Regions from separate parts of the Sorghum bicolor genome. Here region 2 is linked to region 1. The links are chromatin contacts, called in public HiCAR-type maps. All regions are on one chromosome and are shown on one strand. Each heading gives the region's core, a stretch centred on a gene start, on an enhancer-like site or on the middle of the called end of the contact. The rest is flanking DNA. Distances are from core to core; before and after follow the strand shown.

What was found. HiCAR-type assays count read pairs that join an accessible place to other places.
Region 2: a contact with region 1 is called in a HiCAR-type map of leaf, with 4 times the contacts expected there. The contact joins the promoter of LOC8062833 here to the promoter of LOC110431730 in region 1. A contact is called at or near these places in 1 of 4 Hi-C or Micro-C datasets (leaf mesophyll) and 1 of 1 datasets of contacts at active chromatin or transcription factors (leaf).

What each region holds. Positions count from the first base shown.
Region 1 is chr1:59,000,616-59,005,731 of Sorghum_bicolor_NCBIv3, reverse strand. It overlaps LOC110431730 (U-box domain-containing protein 33-like), which reads right to left and starts at 2,269. Exons shown (of 7, transcript XM_021451179.1): 1 at 1,949-2,269; 2 at 1,255-1,448; 3 at 994-1,134; 4 at 426-751; 5 at 137-344; 6 at 1-47. The coding sequence starts at 1,964. It overlaps LOC8058121 (translocase of chloroplast 120, chloroplastic), which reads right to left. Exons shown (of 2, transcript XM_002464931.2): 2 at 2,446-5,116. The coding sequence ends at 2,657.
Region 2 is chr1:59,137,874-59,143,228 of Sorghum_bicolor_NCBIv3, reverse strand. LOC8062833 (protein trichome birefringence-like 12) reads right to left here and starts at 1,434. Exons shown (of 4, transcript XM_021447815.1): 1 at 132-1,434. The coding sequence starts at 662. It overlaps LOC8062832 (pentatricopeptide repeat-containing protein At2g01860), which reads right to left and starts at 3,529. Exons shown (of 1, transcript XM_002464938.2): 1 at 1,635-3,529. The coding sequence starts at 3,333. The coding sequence ends at 1,864.

The DNA.
Region 1 (5,116 bases), core at 1,020-3,519:
AAGAGATTGACAAGATGCGGGTGCCTCACTTTGGTCAGAATCAAAACCTGGAATGACAGCACAAATTTTGTATCACTTTGCATAACCTCTACATAAATACTAGTAACATGGAATTGCGACATCCTACTTTAATTACCTCGCGTTGAAACTGCAGTAAGCCTTGGAGGTTCTCATTATGACGTAAAATCTTAATGGCCACGGCGGTGTCACAGATAGTGCCCTTGTAGACACGTCCATACCCACCTTCTCCAATTTTTAGTAATTCACTGAAATTTTCAGTTGCCAGCTTCAGCTGATCCAAGGTAAACTGAGTGTGTCCTTCAGAATATCTGACTGCAATGTCCCTGTAAGGCCACAACTGGTTGTCAAGGGAAGTTCTGTATGATTCCGAATCATTTTCTATAACATTAGTATCAGAAACATACTGCACCGGCGCCAACTTGGGCTTATTTTTCTCCTGGAACTTTGCAAGGTATTCGTCTCGGTGGATCTTAAGCTGACTAATTCCTTCTCTCAGTGTTTCTATCTCATGTTTATCCTGTTCATGAGCTTCCTTAGCTGCTCCTAAAGGTTGAAGCAAGATCTGGTCACTTGCCTGATGAAACTTTTCAAGATATTCATCACGCTGGATCTTTAGCAGTTCAATATCCTTTTTAAGCTTTTGTATCAAGCGCTGATCTGCAGCACGAGCTTCCTCAAATCCTTTCGAGTGCTGTAGCTCTTTTAAGAGGTGATCCTGTAGTTTCTTAGCCTGAAAAGGTAGCTATATTAACTAGATATAGTTTAAAAAATATTAACTAGATATTATGTACATAGGATGGATGGAACATGTGCTTCCTAGTGACAGATTAATATTGCAACAATAATTTACTCATGACACTATAATGTGTTTCCATACTTGAGTGTGGATTAAAAACATACATTAGTGAAGAAAGTAAGAACAAAAAAAATGCAAACGAAGTTCAGAACAAAAAAAATGCAAAAGAAGTTTACTTTCTTGCGGACGACTAGGAGCTCCTTCTCAACCTGTTGGCGCTGGCAAGACTCTTCAAGGTTTTCTTTCTTCAACTTGACAATCTCATCAAAGGCCTTCTGAAGTCTATCTTGCAAGTCGGCATCAAAATCCATATCTTCCTGTCCATAAGTTACAGATGCATCACAAAGGATACTTGCTTCAATTGATGAACATCCACCAAAAGAAACAGTTCAGGGTACAGCTCAATAAAGAACCAGGATGCTAAGTTTGGTGCAAACCAGATCTCTATGAGGTGCCGGACTCTGAACATGTTCTGTTGGGGGCATCTTCAGATCAACTGAGAGGGACGACAGAAGCTCCGACCTAGAGCCACTGTGCTCGGTACTGCTGTCCTCGTGCAAGGACAACGAATCTGAGTAGTCCAATTCATCGGACATGAATGATGATACACTGTAAGAGCTTGAGCTAGCACCTGAAACAAAATAATCATGTTATAATAAGCAGTTAAGAGTAAGGGATAAGGATTACTTGTTATCTAATTCTGTAACTACATGAAAAAGGTCTTAGCATGTCCATGCCTGACGGTCTTATCAATTAGGTGATAGGAGGTTTGGCTTCTATTTCCCATCCGTGCCAAGAACGGAAACCAAAACCGGAGCAAGCTATTATCCATGGGGAACAAATTCAGGAAGAAGAACAGTTAGCAAGGCTATCGCACCACAAAAACACTGGAGCCATGGCGTCAGGTACGCTCATACATGCAGTAAAAGATATCCAGAGGCAGCCATAGACCTTAGTTAATATTCAGAGGAACTTATTAAGAACTGAGAAGAGCAGAGCTCATAAGAATTTCGTGCAGTCTCACTAGACTCCGGGTAGCCTAAAAGCACGCGTGAATTTATGAATAGGAGCATGGGATCAGAAGGTAGAGGTAGATAATAAAAATAAAAAGAAGATTGTAGGAGTCGTTACCTTGGCGGCGACTCATCTGCGGTGAGACTGAAGCGCAGAAAAGGAGATGGAAATTTCTGCCCCCTCGAAACAGGGAATCTTCTCAGCTACGCGCAACTTGTCAACGTCCCTCCCCCGGGCCCCGGGGCCGTCTGAAAAAGAACGAAAAAGTCTCCTGGACAAGCCCATCAGATGTGACAGCATCCGTAGTTACTGGTAAGATAAAACGTGTAGCCCGGAAGGCAGACAGAAAGATTTGTTGTGACAGAAAAAAACTGCTAAATAGCTAGTAAATTTGGCTGATAAGCTCAAACGAACAAAGCAGTTTTGGTGACTCGTTTTCAGGAGGAATTTCTGTGAAACGTCATTGACTGGTTCGTTTGTTTCGCTCTGACTTGGAAAATTACAATTATCCAACTTTTGAAAAAAAAAAAAGGCTCGGAATGCACTAGGATTCAGATGTTAATATAATATAGCAATAGAGTATGCCCAGAAATCTGACAAAGTGACACGATGAATTCTCCAATCCAGCTTCATCAGAAAGAGCTCAGGGAAAAGCCTTACATTAGATGAGTACTGTCACAAAAAGAAAGAGCCCAGGGAGAGCATAGTTACAAAAGTTGGTAACAAAAGAACAAAATAAATTGAAAGTAAAAAGTTCTAATTTATGCTAGATTTTAACCTATGATGCTCTGCTCACTGTTTTCTCAGGCTTAAATGGAAAAAATACTAGCCAGATTCTGAGTAATAATTCTGTAACAGCTTCATAATGTTTTGGAATATTGGCACGAGAGCAACGAGTGCGATCTCAAGATGCTCCGAGCTGTTCAGGCGAATCCCGAATTGGCCAGTCCCCTTGTTGCTTAGATTCGCATGGCCAACCAAGTTGCTAGCTCTTCCAGCAGGGATCTGAGACTGGATGTTGCAGCCAATTGCCAGATCCCCATGCCAATCCACAACAGATAACGCGATAGTGGAAAGCATCCGCCCAATCGGGTAATCTTTGTCCCTCATTGTTGCTTCGAGGCGGCCTCCATACGCCACATCTCCCCTCCCACTCATGGCCCCACCGCTAATCAGGACCCTGAGCTGCTTGTTCACTATCAGTTTGTCCTCAATCTTCACACCAGCTGATACTGAATCCCCAAGGAGCGTGGCAGATATCCCAGCAGCTGTATTGTTGCGCCTGAAGTTCTTAAATCTCGATTCACCACGAATTGTGTATGCCATATCCTTGCCAACAGACTGCAAATCAAGCCCAAGTGAAGTAGTCTTACCCTCAGCATGCTTAATTGAACTTGCAGCCTCCATTTGCAGGGAGCAATCCTTCTTGTCTTTTGTAAGCTGGCCAGACACGGATAGAGGAACTTTACCTTTTACAGCAAACAACCTTTCAACATTAAGTCCCTCATAACCAACATCATGGTCCCAGCCCTGGGTTTCCAATACAGGTCTGACAAGCCATTCACTTGGTGTATCCAAAAAACGATAGCGATGGCTAGGATAGCCAGAATCAAAAGATGAGGGCAGTACCATGTCAGGCATAGGCACTGAAACATTAGTTGGAGTATTAGAATCATCTTCTAAGTTGCTGTTACCGAAATCATTTGCTCGAGCACTGGCTTCTGCTGCCATTTTCTTCATCAATTTACGACGCTTGCTTTCCTCTTTCAGCTGTTTTCGGTAGAACAACTTCTCTCTGTAATCTAGCTCCTCAAGATAGGCCTTCCTCTGCTCCTTGTTCAGCTTGGCAAGCTGAGCTTTTGTGAGACGCTTAAATGGAGGTAAATCATCATAATCTGAACCATCATCTGAATCAGAATCATCTGCCGAATCATCTTCAAGATCATCATCATCACCACCAAATTGCTCCTCTGGTAACTTCAATGGGGCACGAGACTGAAGAAGGGAAGAAAGGAGGAAAGGCAGTGGAGGAATCCTTGTACGAGAAAGTTTACTCATGGGACTATCCTGCAACTTGAGGAGCACATTGGCTTCTGCTAACACCTTTGAAGCAAAACAAAGCAGCAGTAGCTGTGGCTTCCAGACTTGTCCATTTGGCAATACCCTCTGGCCAGCCCTATTTGTCCTGCATGCTGAGTGGTTTTCCACCAGGGATACTGGGTTCATAAGACGGACATCACCAGCAGCTTGCCTTATAGCTTGCTGCACTACATGAGATCTCTGGGTGACAAACATCTCATAGCTCAGAGGAATTCCATTCTGCCCATCTGGTGGCGCAGATGCAGCATGAGTTAACACAACAATGGCATTAAACCAAACTGATGCTCCAAACACTTTTGTGATGGTTTGCAAAAGAGGGACATCACCATTGTCCCTGCTCTGCATATCCAACCTATCAAAATAAAGAACAATATCCGGAGGGTTTTTGCTAATAATTCTCTTGACAGAATTGAGAACCTTCTGGTTGTGGTGTTGTTCTAAAGATGAGCAGGAAAGTCCAGGTGTATCAATCACTTTTACTTTGATTCCCTCAACCATACCAACTACTTCTTGAACCTTCCTAGTACTAGAATCAAAAGCATTTGTATCCAACCTGGTATCATCAAAGATTGAATTAATGGTAGCACTCTTACCGACCCCAGTTTTACCAAGAACCAAGATGGTGCATGAAAAATCAAGGGGCTCATTTCCAGCAGCTTCAAGACGTTCTGCCATCTCTCTTGCACGGTCAATGCTAAACGTCCCATTAGCAGTAGTTCTTCTAAGTTGTTCTGCCAGCCCAAGCCGATACAGAACCTGTGAAACGACCATATTATGAGAAGTTTGCCCAAACCTGTCAGCGAGACGAAGAAACTTAACCCGGATCATTTGAAGCTTTTCGTGGATTTCATCATTCTCATCTCTATCGTCCTCAGCAGATTCAGTGGCCTCCTGGGTTCCCCTATCCACAGCGGATGGCCTGTTGGCACGGACCTGTTGAACAGAACGCACAGGAGGCTGCGACAGGGAAGACGATGATCCAAGGCCAGCAGGACGAGATAGCAAAGAGGGACCATTAGTAGACCGAGCAGAAGCACCACTGCTTGATTGTGCAGGTGTAGAACTACCAGCTGAGGATTTTGCAGGGGGAGCAGAGGTGGTGGTATTCTCATCATCTGAGAAGCCTGAGTCATCCAATTCCTCAATGGCAACAGCAGACTCAGCTGCAGAATGTGTGACTGACTT
Region 2 (5,355 bases), core at 185-2,684, 140 kb before region 1:
TCTTATCTAGTCTAGGTACCATTCATGGTAATCTCAGAGAAGTACTAGAAGGATTGCTCTTTTAATTATTGCTATGTTAAAAACTAAACAAACAGGTAAAGCAGCAGCTATCAGTAGCATAGAGCACTCACTGACGTGTACTTGGCGAGCAGGACGGCGCGGTGGTAAGCAACGACGACGTCCTCCTTCGGGAAGTACCCTCCGCGCCACGCGCCACGCCGCTTCCACTTGCGGGCGCCGTCGTCCGCCGAGCGGAGCGCGCAGAGGAGCGCGACAACGAGGTTCTCAGACAGTGAGTCACCCACGAGCCCAATCCGTCGCCCCCTGGCCGCGGCCAGGAACCCCGCGGCGTCGATCCTCGGTACGACGGCGCCACCGCAGCGGGTGGGCGCCCAGGAGAGCGCCGGGAGCTGGGGCCTGCCGTTGCGGAGGCAGTTCCAGGCATTGCGGTGGAAGGGGCAGGACGGAGAATAGAGTGGCGGCGGCGCGGGCGACGGGGTCGGCACCCACCGGCCGTCGGCCGCATCGGAGAGCGCGGCGCCGCAGGGGAGCGGCTGCGGCGGGGGCGAGCGCGGGCGTGGGGAAGATGGGAAGAGGAGGAAGAGCAGGAGGGTGAGGGCTATGGGGAGGAGGAGGACCAGAGGGAGGCGGAGACGCGGCATTGTGCCCGCCTCTGGCGACGGCGGGCACCCAGACACCGGCCTCCTGCTCAGTTTTCCTTTTCCCTCCCCTTCCCCTCCCTCTGGTCTCTCGATCTAAACGTTTTCTATGTTCTTGCCGTTTGGGTACCCTTGCTGGTTTGGCTTTCTGCAGCTTTTGCAATTTGCAAGTGGCGTAAAGCAAATTTCTTGTGTCAAGACTATTTCCCAGATACGATCGATGCAGTGATGCCGTGCTCATAGAGTTATGGTAATAGGTCACCAAACCAAAGTATGCCAACATTATCAGACCTCTCCGGATCCATGGATGAACACCAATCCAGCATTGATCAGTCCACTGGCATAAATAAAAGTAGACGAATTCAGCAGTGATCAATCTTGAAGGTGCAGCTTCAGATGTTCATTACTTGCTGCGAGTGATAAAAAAGCTTACAAGAGACAAATACTTGTTCGCTGTAACTTTGTAAGGTTAGAAGGAAGAATGCAGCAAAAGGTTTAACTTGCAGGCAGGCATATTAGCAGTTTCAGGATTTCAGCTTAAGCTCATGGCAGCAACCAAATTCATCCTTGTCACGAAATCATCGCTTGCTTGAGAAGTACAGGCGGAACTCGGCAGCAACGACAAGAAAACCTGCTTCTGCAATCTGGTGCTTCCTTCAACAATGAGGGTAACAAATGTTACAGCACAAATAAAAGCACTAGGTATAATTACAAATCTTTTCTACGGTTCGATGCACTGATGCTGTGATCATAGTCACAGTGAACACTGGTGTCTCTAAGTATGCCCAAAAATTTTGTCAGGACTCCAAGGCTTTCTCTTCAAGGATGAACACAAATTCAGCATTGAGCAGTCTCCTGGGCTCCTGGCATCGAACTACACAAATTCATCACTGCTGACTGGGCAGTCTTGAAGCTACAGCTTCAGAAACCCAGTTCTTGCATCGATTAAGAGCTTAAAAGAGACTGTTTATGGCATGGTCAGAAGAGGAACTTGCATGCATGCATTAGCAGTTTCAGGATTTTTACTGGAAAGTACAAGGGTAACTGGGCAACAACCAAAAGAATAGCTCACAATCTTCTGTCAAGTTACACTTGCTATTACTCTACAATAAATGCTACAGATAATTTGCTTCTACACAGTTTGGTGTTCCTGTCCTGATTCTACCCGTGCATAACACATGTCAACAACACTCATCAGAGTCAACTAAGGATGTCTGCCTCCGATTCCCGACAACTGCGAAAGCAGCCTCCTGTCCAGCTTCACGCCGGCCGACTCGGCATCTTTGATCAGCTGTCGGCACTTGGCCAGCCTTCCATCTGCCAAATAGCCCTCGATCAGACTGTCGTACATGTCGCCGGTTGGAATGAACCCAGCCTCCTTCATCCTTGACAAATAGCGGAGAGCCCTTTCTGGATCCTGCAATGCCACGCACAACTTGACAATAACTCGGTAGGCCGGCAGATCAAGCAGGCAGCCTGCCTGCTCCATTTCCCACACCAGGGACAGCGCCTCGCGGTGCCTCCCGTCACGGCAGCGGCTGTGGATCACTGTCGTGTACATCACCACTGTGGGGCTACCAGTGGACTCCCTGAACCAGCTGAACAGGCTCTCGACAGCTGCGTACCGTCGGAGCTTTATGCAGACCTTCATGACAGCCGTGCAGTCCTGCGGACGCAGCTCCAAGTCCGGTCTCTCGCCGAGCTCATCGACCAATGCCGATGCAAGCCCATAGCCTTCAGGTGTCCGGGTGGCTTCCAACATCAACTTCACGTAGATGCTGGGGTGCAGCGTCCTGTTATTGATCCTTGCAAGTTCCAGGAGTTTGCGCACACGATCTACTTTCCCTGCCCTGATGAACCCGCTCGCCATGGCCTCAAGAACGGCACGGCTGGCCGTGGGGACACATTGCTCCAGCGCAGAGTCCACTCTGAGCTGGTCAAAGCGTGCCAAAACTTCGATGGCCGAAGCAAGAACCCGGTCGTCAGGGAACAATGGCACAGCTTTCTGCCTCTGAGCCCAGCACAATGTCTGCAGCGCGCGCTCTGGGAGCCCCATGTGCCCAAGCTCACGAATGGTAAGTGACAAGGAGCCTTTCCGGAGGAACCTCGCCCACCGGTCGAGCACCGTGGAGACATCGTGCTCTGGAGGAAGCACGGCGATCTCCCGGGAAATCCCGAGGAGGAACTCCGGGTTCTTGCGCACCTGGTCGCTGACGGAAGCGCGAGAAGAGAGCCCCGCTCTTGCAGCGAGGCGGACGTGCTGCTTCGGCGCAGGAGCGACGGGCAGCCTCGTCTTGTGCGGCAGTGGCAATGGGAGCGCCCTCTGCCTCGCGGGGTTTGGCGGCTTCAGGGGCTTCTGGCGCATCGGCCGGTCGAAGAGCGCCGAAATAGCATCAATCTCTTCTTTGCTCCAAATTAAATCCTCTGTCTCATCGTCCTCTTCAGCGCCATTCTCGGCATATATCTCGTCACTGAATTCTGACTCCTCCATCTCCTTGCCATGACCTCTATCAGTACCAGATAACTCTGACGAGCAAGAAATCTGAGACACCGAGCGGAAAGAGACATGGCTGCAGAATCCCCGGGCTCTGAGCTTCACCAATGCGGGGCAAATGGCAGGCGCTGCCGGGAGCAGCCAGCTCACCAGCGTAGGGGCGGCCTTCACTTGGGGCATCAGCAGTGGATAATCCAGAACAGAGCTGGGGTAATTGAAACTTCAAATGGATCCGCCCTGAGTCGCTGGGGGCCCAGCCGCCGGCCACCTTTGCAAAGCCGAGGATCCGCAGCCGCCGGATGGCTGGGGCCTGGGGCAGGATTGGGGAGGGGCGGAGGGCGCCGCCGCCGCCGCCCCGCGCGCGCCGAGCCCCGCGGCCGGGAGCCGCAGCCGCCCCCGCGCCGCCGCCGGATGCGCCCCGCCGCCCCACGCAACGAGCCCCCGAATCCCCTCTGCCCCCTGCGCGCGTGTACTGCCGACGCCGGCGGCGGCGGATGCGCCCCGACGCCCCGCTCTATCCTAGTTTTTTTTTTTTTTTATCCTCGCTCTATCCTAGACCTAGTTGCAGCTGCGAGCCCGCTGCCCACGACCCGTGCGTTTTTGCTTCTGGCTGATGAGAAGCGGAAGATAAGGCAAGGGGCTATTTGGTCTTTTGGCCTTTATCTTTGGGATTCTATAACTTTTCTAAGTTAGCACATGAGGCTATCTCAAATTCATAGGTGGGATTCTATAATTTTCTTAAGTTCACATACAAGACTATCTCAAATTCATAGTATGAGAGATCTCCTACAACTAAAAAAATAAGTATGAATAATTTTTGGTGCGATATTTGTCTTGAGATCATCCTTTTTCTTCCATGCAATCGCCTCCTCGCAATCGATGTGAGAAGAAAAGTCACGGAAGTCATGCAATCGACGTCACCCTTAGTAGGAAACTCATGGACCGCATACGACAAGCGACCTGCCCCTCGGGCCTTGGCACACAATCCTCGGCCAGCGCCTTACCTCCCTCAGTCCCTAGCTGTAACCCTCTTCTCACCTTGCCATTCGTGATAACAATGGTAGCAGCTCGAGATGTCAACTGGGCCATGTTCTCCGGTTCCCCGTGAAGAATTCACCCATTAGGGGACAGAGATGGTACAAATTTTGCCCCTATGAGAAATTAAACGGGGCTAAAGTTGTCTATATCGTGGTTCACGGGGCCGGAGATGGTATGCAGGCCCCCGTCCCCACTCCCCGTGGGGACCCGACTCCGAAGACCCATATACTTGCAAGGTCAAATAACTGTGATATATAAGCAAAGTTGAAAACCTAATACTTCACTTTCTCATCAGTCTCAAATGTGAATCTTTGTAGAACGCGGATTTGTTTGTATACCATTAATGTGAATTCATGAATATGTGAATAGTTGACATCAATAAACTGATATGAAGTAACGTGGGTACGGGGAACCCCACAGGATTATTCCCTTCCCTGCACGGGGATGGGGATGGGGATGGGGAAAAATCTCCCCCGTGACATTTGGCGGGGACGGGGATGGAGGAAGTTTCTTCCACATGAGGACGCGGATGGAGAGACACTCCTCGACAGCTGGTGACGACGCACATGGCCCCTTCCGACTAGCAACGCTCCACACCATCACTCCACCGCCATGACCTCCCCGTTCCCGTCTCCCTGCTTCATATGCGCCCATCGCTCACCTCACCATTCCACCAGGCCTCGCCATGCCACTGCCTACACTAATTAAGGCCCCTGACCTCGCCCTCCTTGTCTCCCTGCTCCACCGGTCCTAAGCCCTCGCCGCACGTGCAACGGGCGAGGTGGAACCATAGAGGTTGTATTGAACGACGATGCCACCAATCGCTCGGTCAATGTGAAAGGTCCTTTTATGGTTTTGGTAATTGAGTGACAATTTAGATGGACTAATGGTGTTTATGTGAGATACACATGAGATTAGTCCACATATGATTATGTGATGATGAAGGAGCTCATTGCATATGAGACATGACATGGAGTCACGTGACCAAGGTGGAGAAGATCAAGATGAGGCTTGGCTTAACGGACCGGTTACAAGTGTGAATGGCAAGTCAGAGGCTTTGAAGCGAGGGACAACATGTGATGGGTGAAGCTTGAGCAAGACTTGGCGCTGATGGACCTTGACAACGGTGAAGAGCAAGTGAGGTCAAGATCGATGAACTAATAC